Regions from separate parts of the Hordeum vulgare genome. Here region 1 is linked to region 2. The links are chromatin contacts, called in public Hi-C maps. All regions are on one chromosome and are shown on one strand. Each heading gives the region's core, a stretch centred on a gene start, on an enhancer-like site or on the middle of the called end of the contact. The rest is flanking DNA. Distances are from core to core; before and after follow the strand shown.

The links. A called contact is a pair of places that touch in the nucleus more often than the background predicts.
Region 1: a contact with region 2 is called in a Hi-C map of leaf, with 3 times the contacts expected there. The contact joins the enhancer-like site here to the promoter of LOC123427253 in region 2. A contact is called at or near these places in 3 of 6 Hi-C or Micro-C datasets (leaf and seedling).

Annotation. Positions count from the first base shown.
Region 1 is chr2H:560,646,547-560,652,024 of MorexV3_pseudomolecules_assembly, reverse strand. No RefSeq gene overlaps it. Among protein-coding and RNA genes, the nearest start is that of LOC123427254, 16 kb to the left of the region's middle. Within about 2 kb of position 1,919, at least 1 of the 3 cell types and tissues checked has open chromatin away from gene starts, as enhancers often do. A contact at or near this core is called in leaf, where this site is marked.
Region 2 is chr2H:560,595,730-560,601,994 of MorexV3_pseudomolecules_assembly, reverse strand. It overlaps LOC123427253 (phenylalanine ammonia-lyase-like), which reads right to left and starts at 2,896. Exons shown (of 2, transcript XM_045111254.1): 1 at 2,362-2,896; 2 at 236-2,259. The coding sequence starts at 2,756. The coding sequence ends at 513.

The DNA.
Region 1 (5,478 bases), core at 670-3,169, 51 kb before region 2:
CAATTTATCACGTCCAACACAAAATAATAGTTCAATCTCCGAACAAAAAAGTTTATGTTTCTAGACAGAACTTAGTAAACAAATATTTTCCAACATCTCAAAGGCTTGACTTGGTAAAAAATCAAAATAAAATATACACACATAATTACTACAAAGAAAATAATCATGTTGACTCAAAGAAAAAAAAGCAAAAGGGATAAAGATTGGGTTGCCTCCCAACAAGCTCTTTCCTCATAGCCATTATGATAGGTTTGAGGTTTTAATGATTCTCACTTCAAAGATAAGAATTGAAGCACAAAAAGAGTATCAAAAAACATGTAGCAAACGCATTGAAGTATAACATATTTCCTATGTGTAGGCATCTTATAAGTAAACAAATTATCAAGGCATGAAAAATCTATGCTATGCAAGGAAGAAGGAAACATTAAGAACTTTGACATAAACAAATACAATTTAGTAAAATGAAGATTTTTAGAAGAGTCAATTACACCACAGATACCATAACTTGGCGCGAAAATTCAGTTTGGTGCTAAAACTTGCGGCAGACATTGAACTGGTGTCACAACTTGGCTTTGACGTGCATATATGATGTAAATCACATTTCTATACGAATGTGATGCAGATTAGGCGTGGACGACCAAGAGGACGTGTGCATGCTATTTTGCAAACAAAAAGAACCTATCAAGGTAGGAAGGGTCCACAGTTGTCAGTGTCACATGAATAATAAGTAAGAAGCTGCACCAGCAGGTATTCGAACCGCTGATCTAACATGTAGACTGCGCGCGGCTGACCACTTGTCCCATGATTTATTTACTTTATAAACGGATGCCACCACTATATACCCTTTTGTATTTTTTTAGAAATGGGTTACAGTCCTGGTTGCAATCCCTAAAGAGATGCCGTTGATCTAACGTTTAGACTTAAGTACTAAATGAGTTCCAGTCCCAACTACCCATTTTGTATTTTTTAAGAAATTTATATGATGTATATAAATTATAATTGTGTGTCATAATTAATTGAAATATAAAAAAATAATTTACATTATAAAATAATCACATAGTAATTTCACATTTAATCATATCATTACATTAAAAATTACAGAATTGTTGATGTATTAATGTGCATATTGAATAGAAACATATATTCAATGCTTATATAAGTCTAAAATCCTCCTAGTGTTAAAAATATATTAGTATGCTATACAAAAGTATAAATGATTTAAGGAAGTGTTTGTTTTTCATATATTTGAATAAATTCTTTTAGAAGCTTAAAATTGTGCATAGATTAAAAAATACTCATGTAGTATATAAGATGTTCATGCCTTAAGAAAGTTTTTCTTTTTCTATATATTTTTGTAAATTCTTACATAAATTTTAAAATATTCATAGTTTTTACAAAATATTCATGTAGTAGGTTGAAGTGTTCATGCTTTAAGAAAAATGTATTCATACAATGTAAAAATAGTTGGCCGAGATTCAAAGGAGCTACATGGGTCCATCACATGCGAGTGACCACCACAGCACCCAGCAGCATTACTTGTTTAGGAATTTATAAAATATATGCAAGTTATATTCTTATGTTATAAATAATAATAATATAGAACAATATTGTTAATAACATAGGAAAAAATATTCAAGTATTATTTCTAAAACAAACATATATAATAAAAAAAATTATATAGTACAAAAAAGTGTTCATTGTTATTTGGAACTTTATTTTATTTATAACACACAATTACAATTTACAAGTACTTTTTATTGGTTTGAAATAATTAACATTGCAAAATTGGCCGCTGGGACTCCAACCCGCTTAAGAGAGAAATGTTTTCTCAAAGGATATATAAAGGCGTCATCCACTTGTCATGTGAAAATATCCTCGGCCAACTCGTTACCTGCGTAGCTCCTTGTTGCAGGTCTGATATTTGAATGCCCGCATGCGTGGCTATTTTTCAATTATTATTTCTGTGTTGCTGGCAAGTGGAACCTTGTGGCAGGGGCTTTTTGTGAGAAAAAATCCTGAAGTTTTTTTTTTTGCAAAATAACATGCCACACGTATTCTTTGTCGTCCAGTCACTCACAGCGGACCCGGCCACATTGGCACAGCTAATGAGCACCTTGTTCGTATATAAACGTTATTTCCATTGTATATGCATGCCAAAGCCAAGTTGTAGCACTAGTTGAATGTATGACATTAGCACTAAATTGTCTTTTCACGTCAAGTTATGGCATGAGTGGTGTAATTGACTCCTTTTATAACCATACTTGCTCCTCCCGAAATAAGTACATATAGTCATATTCAAATTCATCAATACGGATATCATGTAAAACATTCTCTTCATGATCCACATGCATGGAAATTTATAAGCTTCTAAGATAGTGGGACTAAGGTCAATTAAAGTTATTACCTCTCCAAACACACTTTTATCAAGAAATTCATAAGAATGAACACTCTCCGAATATATGGGATTCTTTTTGCCTAAAGTTGACATTGTTCAGAACACAATTTCCATATTACTACAAATTTGGTTGTCAATAATAGATGCCTTATGAGGCTCAAATAAATTTTCAAGATCAAAATAAGCATCATAATTTACTCCCCAATCATGACCATTAAAATAAGTAGTATGCATAACAAAATCTTCATCAATGTTGCCTACCGACAAAGTGTCACTAGAAAAAGCAATATCAAGTGTGTTATCTTCCTTACTTTAATCATAAAGATTACCATATTTTCCTTTTATAACTTCTTCATTGGTAAGGAGAATAAAAATATCATGCTCATCAAACTTATCATCCCCAACATTATAGCTTTATATATCATTAGTATAATTGACATTCATAGAATTTATACTAACATCATTGCAATCATGATTTTCATTCAATGAATTTCACACCACATATTTTGTTAGATTCTTCTTTTATCACTTCATGAAAATTATTGGAATTGATATATTCAAGAAAGACTCCATAGAGACAACGAAGGCAGTCAAATTCAACTTTTCTGTCAAAGAGCCTATCGCAATAGCATTTTCATCACTAGCAATTGTTTTATCATAATTAGAATTTTTGAAAAGTCCGGATAATGGACAAGGACCCATATCAATATTTTTTTTAGTAAGCAAAGGCTTATGGATCCAACCCATACCTTTTCTTCATGTATGTTTGCGCAGCTGGCAGTGAAATATTTGAAATTTCCCTCACCCACGACTTCATATCATATGCTAGCGACATACTCTTTGAAAACACGAGCCTTTGTTTCTTGGTAACACTTGGGCGTGTGTGAGTTGTCTTGGTCACTTTGACCTGTACCAAGTAAGAGTGGCAAATAATTTAGATATATATGAATGTACAATTATTGTTAAAAATTAGTATCTAGACTAACTATATTAGTCATATATATATAATATTACCTAGAAAAGAGTGGTATTTCTCATTGTGGAGGCATGCATGCTCCACTTACACCTTTTCTAAGCACAATGAATGGCAGAGTGAAATACCGTCAGATCCCTCGGTAGGGTTCATGACGATATCGGAAGTACCGGGACGGAGCCTCCATGCACAATTCCAGGTTCGAGCCTCCAAAGAGTAATACCCTACATCCTTCTTCTATACATGATTTCTACCGAGAGTTTGATATCATATTGGATGCTCAATGAAGCCCTAGGCCTCCCTTTATATAGATAGGAGGGGTCTAGGGTTTACATTGGGGTGCGCGGGGGGGGGGGGGGGGGGGTAGCTGAGTTTGTTGCGCCGCCACTGTCCTGTCTTGGAGATCAAGAAGACCATTTCTAGCTCCTTAGGGTTTCTCTCTTGTGTTGGGACTAGTGGGCCATGCATATCCGCCAAGGTCGTCCCTCCTTATGTTAGATACATCGGGTACAGAACCCCATCAATGAAGAGTTAGTCTACTAGGCCCACTCTTGTCAATTGTAAATTCACTCTAGGTCTTGTTTCAGAAGGTGGCAAGTGCATCCCTACAATCTATGACATTTGAACATATAGTTCCTTGTGCTAAAGAAGGATCATCTATATTATATTGCACATCGGACCTACCCTCATCCTCCATCTCAGAGTAGCCCATGTCCATGTCATCCTCTATCTCATAAAATATGACTCTTCAAATTTTGGGGGTGGAATGTAATCTTCACCATCGTTCTCATTGGGTTGTTTCCTAACAACAAACTGTGGGTGCATTCTTTCATCCTCATCATCTGTGGGCACTCCATGAGGAAATTCCTCTTCTATAATGGGATTCATTTTTATTTCCTATACTTGGGACATGGTTGACTAGGCAAGTTGGCACTTGGTGTTCTTGGTTGAAGTATTGTGTTGTGATTTTTTCCTCTTCTAGCCTGACTGCTTTCAGGCTCTAAAGTTGGAACTGTTGTTTTCCTTCCTCTTGTGTGAGAGCTATCAGTCTATGAACTACCAGTTGTTGCTTTCCTTCCACTCGTTTTACTACTTCTAGGTTGTGAAGGAGAGGATGCAGATCTTGTTTCTCTAATATATGTTTCTCCTATTTTCCTTTGTACCACATTTATTTCCAGGCGCACTGAATTCGTCTCAATATTTATGACTGTCATAACTCCTAACTCACCATCACATTGAAATGGAACCCAAATAGTATTATGCATGCCCCAATATCTAAATTTAACATCATAAAAAAAATACCCCATGGACATTTATCACTTATAACACCTCTAAATTGGACAAATGTTGTTATTTTGTCTACCACAAGGGGAAATGTGAAGCATGTACTGGCTCCTTTGGTGCCACCATTGCTTGTGACACCGGTCTCCATTCTATGGTTGAGATAAAAACATTCTCTCTAATTTTATCCTATGATAATTGGAATAAAACCCCAAGTATAAGAACGTAGTGACCACTAAGAGCGCATTCCATGAGAGGGAATCGACCTAAAGTAGCATAACTTAGATCTAGGTCAAGATTCAATCTTACCCTCATGGAATCTGCATTCCTTGCACCCGCATATCTCCGCGGCTGCTTCTTTGCCACAACGGCAACAAGTGGTGGCCGCCATCTCATGTCGACAACGCGTCTTGTCCGCTTGAGTAGAGAGAAATGATACGGTGTAGGTTCACCGTCACTCCCACCGCATGTCGACGCCCGCACTCCTATAGATCCACCGCAACTACTAGACCATTGATGAAGAGATTCGGGGGGAGCTAGGGTTAGGGTTTCGGTCGCCAATAAGGGAACCACAAAGAAGAGATGCCATCGTGAGGGAGATGAGAGTGAGGAAGGACATAACACTTTGATACATGCCCACATGTAAGAACGAGGGGCTAAAATGTCCAACTGATGCCTAGTTACTGGTCAAAGATTATTGACCCGATGGAAACAGATTGGCAAGGAATCTTTCTAAAGGCCAAAGACGGGAGAGGGCATTTTTTAGCATACATGAAAATTAGGAGCAAATGTCGGGTGATGGCTCAAGTTAGGGGGAGAAATGTAATTG
Region 2 (6,265 bases), core at 1,647-4,146:
GGAATATTTTAGAACTATAATGTTGTCTGACTTGATTGGGCTATCTGCATCGTATTTTTGCCAACTATTATGTGACACTTGGATTAGATAGATATCAAATTAGGTGTGCACATCCTTCATTTTTTTTCTTCCTCCGCCACTGGTTTGCTGTATTGTAATATGCCTAAAAAAATACAAGATATATTATTTGCACTGTTCGAAGATCCCTCAAAAAAATAACCACCACACCGGACCATTGATCTCAAAAAAAGGGACACATAAATTTCTCATGAATATTTATCACACATTGTACCCCTTTTAACCTACATCGTAGAGATTCTACTGGCTACCTACCACTACCAAAGCATGCAATTGCAATTTTTGGCAACAACCCGGCAGCTCTATAAGAACAATACAAAACATCGACTTTTAAGAATATCCAATGGAAAAACAGTGTTATCACTTATCAGCTAAGAACATCTGAAGCCTTCTGAACTTTGAAGCACATTATCATCTGTTCATGTTCTTGATCCTTAGCAGATAGGCAGGGGCTCACCGTTCCAACCCTTGAGACACTCAAGCAGTGCGTCGATGTGCTTGCCCTTGTTCATAGCAACAAACACCTTGTCCACTTCTTCGCCGGGAGACCTAGTCTTCTCGCCGGTCAAGTACTCTGTTCCAAGCTCCTTGCGCACAAACCGGTAGAGTGGGTATGATCGGCATTCAGTGATACGGTTTTGTTGTGTGGCAGTACCGTTCTCCACGGCACTCCGAGCAGCCTCGACCTCCTTTGGCAACATTGCACGAAGCTCCTGCTCGAACACGGCAAGCTTGGCAAACACAGACGTCTCCACGTCGCGCTCCGCCTCGCCATTGGCCAAGGCGTGCTCCACAAGAACTGCACGCATCTTCTGCATGAGTGGGTAGTTGGCGCTGCAGGGGTCGTCGGCGTAGGCGAACACCGCCTCTCGGTCGATTGTGAGAAGAAGGTCCTTCTCGCAGAAGCGTGCGCTATGCAGATGGCCATTGCTGTTGGTGCTCAGTGTCTTCCTAGCCACCGTCTTCACACAACTCTTGACAGCATTCTTGACATTCTCTTCGAGGTGGCGGAGGTCGATAGCCTGGCACAGCGCGACCAGGAATGTCGAGGACATGAGCTTCAGTATGTCAATGGCCTCGGCGGTCTTCCTAGAGGAGATGAGGCCAAGAGAATTGACATCTTGGTTATGCTGCTCCGCGCTCTGGACATGGTTGGTCACAGGGTTGCCCAAGAACTGGAGCTCAGAGCAGTACGAGGCCATGGCAATCTCGGCACCCTTGAAGCCATAGTCCAAGCTCGGGTTGCGCCCACCGGAAAGGTTGGAAGGTAGACCGTTGTTGTAGAGGTCGTTCACCAACTCTGAGAATTGGGCAAACATGAGCTTGCCAATCGCAGCAATGGCAAGCCTGGTGTTGTCCATGGACACACCGATGGGTGTACCCTGGAAGTTGCCACCATGGATAGCCTTGCCACGGGAGACGTCGATGAGTGGGTTGTCGTTGACGGAGTTGATCTCTCGCTCAATCGACTTGGTGGCAGCACGGATGACCTCAATCTGAGGGCCAAGCCACTGCGGCGACGTGCGGAGTGCATATCTATCTTGCTTTGGCTTCATCAATGGGTCGAGCTCTCCAAGCTTCTTCGCAAGCATCATGTAGGAGCTACCTTCGAGTATGTGCTCCATGATGGCGGCAGCCTCGATTTGCCCTGGGTGGTGCTTCAGCTTGTGGGTCAAGTGGTCAGTGTACTCCGGCTTGCCGTTCATGACCTCACAGAAGACAGCCGACAGGACCTCGGCAAGGAGGCTAAGGATGTTAGCCTCGAAAAGCACCATGGATGCGAGCCCAGAGCCCACTGCGGTGCCGTTAACCATCGCAAGGCCTTCTTTGGGCTGCAGCTCAAAGAAGCCGTGCTGGATGCCGGCGATCTTAAATGCCTCTGCAGCGTTAACCTTCGTGCCATCCGGAGCCGTGGCCATCGAGTTTGGGCGGCCGGTTACCAGGCCCGCAATATAGGAAAGCGGGACGAGGTCACCGGACGCGGTGATCGTGCCCCGGAGCGGCAGGCATGGTGTCACGTTGGCGTTGAGAAGTGTGGCGACCGTCTCGAGTATCTCAAAGCGAATGCCTGAATATCCCTGCAGCAAGGTATTGACACGGACGAGCATCGCCGCTCTGGTCGCCGCCGCAGGCAGAACGTGCCCGTCGTTGCCGGTGCCGAAGGCTCCAGCGTTAAGGAATCTGAACACACAAGCAATACACGAAACAAAATAAGGCTTCCATAACTAAGAGACAAAGATGATCAACAGGTGAAATATAATCTGTTCGTTGTTTAATTCGTACCTGATGAGCTCCCTCTGCAGAGCGCCGCCCTCCTTGGTCCTCCGGTGAGAGGTGGCGCCGAAGCCGGTGGTGACACCATAGCTGTCGGTGCCGTTCATCATGCTGTTCATGACCCAGTCGCTGCTCTCCTTGACACGGCCGCGAGCGGACTCATCGAGCTCCACCCTGGTCTCGCTGCCAGCAGCCACCGCGGCGACCATGGCAATGGTCAGGCTGGCGCCCTCCATGGTCACCACCGGCTTACGGTACTCCTCGACCATCCGCTTCACGGCATCCAAATGGCTCCCGGACAGATCCTCCGCCGCCTTGCCCCAGTTCAATGGGTCGGCCCGCGCCGGCTGTGCCACGCACAAGCCGTCGCCGTTGGCGGCCACGTGCCCGTTATCGCACTCCATCGAGATATGCAAAGGAAGTAAGCTAGAAGATGGGCAGGTGTATGCGTATCTGGATGTTTTCTGAAGTGGTGATGGATTGCTCGAGTTCGGAGTGGAGGCGAAGAGGAGCTGAAATTACAGAAGAAGTTGAGGCTCTTCTTGGAGAGGAATGGAGGGAGAAGACGGGTTAAATAGGGATCACAGCTCGGCAGGGTGGTTGTGGGGGGTGGGTTGGTGTGGATTGTGGACCTGGAAGGCGGGATTGACGAGTGGATTGGTGGGTGCACCAGTGGCCGTTGGAGCGCACGGAGCGGGTGGTGACTACGTACTGGCGTTCGGTGGCGGCATCGGGTGCACAAGATGGTTGGTGCGGGCTGCGGCCTGCGGGGGACGAGAGACACTCCCCTGTCTTCCAATTCGGGGTGGTATTCATGTATCATTATAGTACTAGTTTTGTTGAATAAAACATCATTATAGTTATTCAACATAGTATTTCCCCATGTCGGATTAGGGTGCTCACATTCTCAAGCCTCAGTGTTAATCATGCATTCTACAACCTGTTGATGAGCTGATGCCAGTGGAGACACGAACGTGCAACCTGTACTAGTGTAAGCAAGTCCATTTGTCGACATTGGAACATTTAAAACAAGCGGGACGGCTGCTTACACCTTCTAGTATAACACTAGAATAAAAGAAGAGATCTCATAAAAGAAATCTTAGAAAACAGGTACACGGTCCTTGGTTTGACAAAGTAGCTTGGATTGTTTCTCCAAAAGAAGCGAGTGGGGTTCTGCTGTTGATCCACTGGGAGTTGTTATCTGCTACTCATCCATAGGCCTTTCACTAGTATTTGAGAGGGGTGCGACGAACCCCACTTATTCCATATTTAAATTCAGGGTAGCACAAGGCCATATGGTTTTGATTGAACTCGTGACATTCAGTATTTCCTAATGCAGTTTGGCGCTTTCATGCTGTTTTCCGGACACTATGAATTAATTTGTTGGGAAGAACAGTTCTGTTTGAAACGAGACAGTCAAGAGTCTGGCGGCACAAGCTGGGTGGTGATCGAAATCACAAGCTGAGTAGTATTTTATTCCTTTAGTAAGCTCCACTGGTCTGTTAATTGGAAGCTTCATCTAAAGAAAAAGAAAACTTGGAAAGATTTATTTGTTTCTTGGTCATCTCGGCTGTCTCATCCCCAAGCGAGTAAATGACGAGGGAAATTCCAGTTTGAATGTAAAGCCGGTCTATTCTGATGCGGGTCATTGTGCGCTCTGCGCTGCCCTCGCGTGAAGATCCGTTCTCACTTTGTTGGTGCACACTTGACTCGCCAGGAGACCATGGAATGATGCTCTCCCTTGGAAGTTTGGGACAATCTGTATGGGCAACTGCACCGAAGATTCGTACGTAAGACATCTCTCGACTGTGACTCAAGTTGCAGGACCATGTGGTTGGTTTTCCCTTCATTTTCTGTATGCTGCTTCGGGGGAGTTGCTGGATGACTCGGTCGTCATTTTAGCATCCTCTCGGGCCGGCGTTCTCTAGTCTGCGTCTCGTCGGTCATCCGCATCCACGCCGTCGCAGGCGTGCAAGGGAAAATGATTTTTTTTCTTCTTTAGGGCAGGGAAAATGATTTTGGCGTTAACGGGGCTTGCAAAGCTTGCGTCGGAATATCGATCGACCAAACCTTTTTGAATCGTCAAGTCGTTGGTGACACGTTCACACGGGGTCATGTGCCTCTAAAATTATGTAGTTGGTGGGTGGTCGGATGCATGCATACATGACATGGCAGATTCTTGTTCTGGTCCGGTCCGGTCTATCTGAAAAAAGTCATATATTTCCTTTTTTCGGGAAGGAAAAGAATTTTGGTGAATAACTTTGGTGGCAGCATAGCCGACTTCCTCTGGAGGAGAAAACGCATGTCGTGGAAGATTCATGTCGTCATGCGAATGTACTTACCTACTAATATCGTGGAATATTCATGTACTACTTTCTCTCTTCCATAATATAAAAGCATCTTTCACACTACACTGATGTAAAAACGCTATTATATGGGACAGAGGAAATAGTTTTTTTTCTTCTTAATACATGTGCGGCCTTATTCACGCACATACAGGTTGTTCGCTTTAGAATTTAGACATGTTTCTATAACGAAAGTCATTCAACATGGTGCATGAAGTTTTCTCCCAATGAGCGGGACCTTTGCAGCTAAGGGCGCGTTTGGTTCCCTGCATTAGGTCCAGCCTGATTCGCGAGGGAAAGAAATGACCCATTTGGTTGCCTGTGTTTATTGTGCGGCCCGCATGGCACGAACCTTAAAGCAGCTCCAGGCTAGACCGAGGAGAAACGTCCGAATTGGCGGTAGCTCGCGAGCCTGGCTCGGGCGACGCGCTTCTCTCCTCGTGCGACTAGGAAGATGGCGCAAGCTCGCCCGCGTCGCCGAAAAATTAACGGGAGGATTTCGTCTCACCTCCCGCCGAGTCCGCCCCTATTTAGCCCCTTCCCTCGCCGCCCCAACTCCCGCCACCATTGTCCCCCCTTTCGAGCTTTCCCACCGATGCACACCGACGAGCAGGTAAGCGGCGCATCTTCATAGGCGGCGGTCCACGGCGTCGGCGGTCCTTCACCGGCCTGCGGTGATCTTCTACGATCGTTTCCCCCTCGTCCTCGAGTTGCATCCATGGCATGTGTTAGTTCAATCCCCCTTTCTCTCTATTCCTTCTAGCTAGATCTGAGCTGCAGCTAGGGTTTGATGTACATGCATGGTTGATTGGTGCTCCGATCTGTGAGCTCATAACGTTGATTGCTATGCTGCGGTTGCAATTTGTGGTAGGGTTAGATGTTCAAGCATGTGGTAGGCTAGATTAGTAGTAGACTTTAAAGTTGAACCTTGTGCTTGTGTTGATTCGTGCTTAGATCTGTGATTTGTAGCTATTGGTGGTTCATTTGTAGCATGTTGTTTGTTGTAGATGTATGTTCCTTCTCATAGATTGTGGGGTATGCTTAGTATGTACATGCATGCTCCTCCTTTCATGGATTGTCCGGTATGTTTTGTGCTATGCTTACTGTCAATGCGTGCTACGATTTGTAGGACATGACCATGCAGACGCAATATCTTAGTCACGCCCTTGTTCTGTCTGACAGCCAGTTTCCTCCATCGTTAGTCGAGGACTCGCAACCTATGTCCCGAGATGGCACCTGATTCAGAGGTGTTCGCGTCTGATTCTGTCTATGTGCGAGGAGTGCTCGTTCAGCAAACTCCTGCTGCTGCTGCTGCCGCCGCCGCTGCTGCAACAACAAAGGCAAAGGCGGATGGTAGGTCGAACAACATGAAGTGACAGCCGTTCATGTCCACGTTCGTGCTGAACAAGATGTGTGAGCTTACATCTAGTGGAGTTAGGACTGACAAGGGATTCAAGGAGGTGCATTTGAACACCGTTGCGAAGCAGGTGTTCCAATTCTGTGGGCAGGACGAGTCCGCCACCCAGGTGTACAATCACCCGAGGAAGTGCAGAGGTCAATGAATCCAA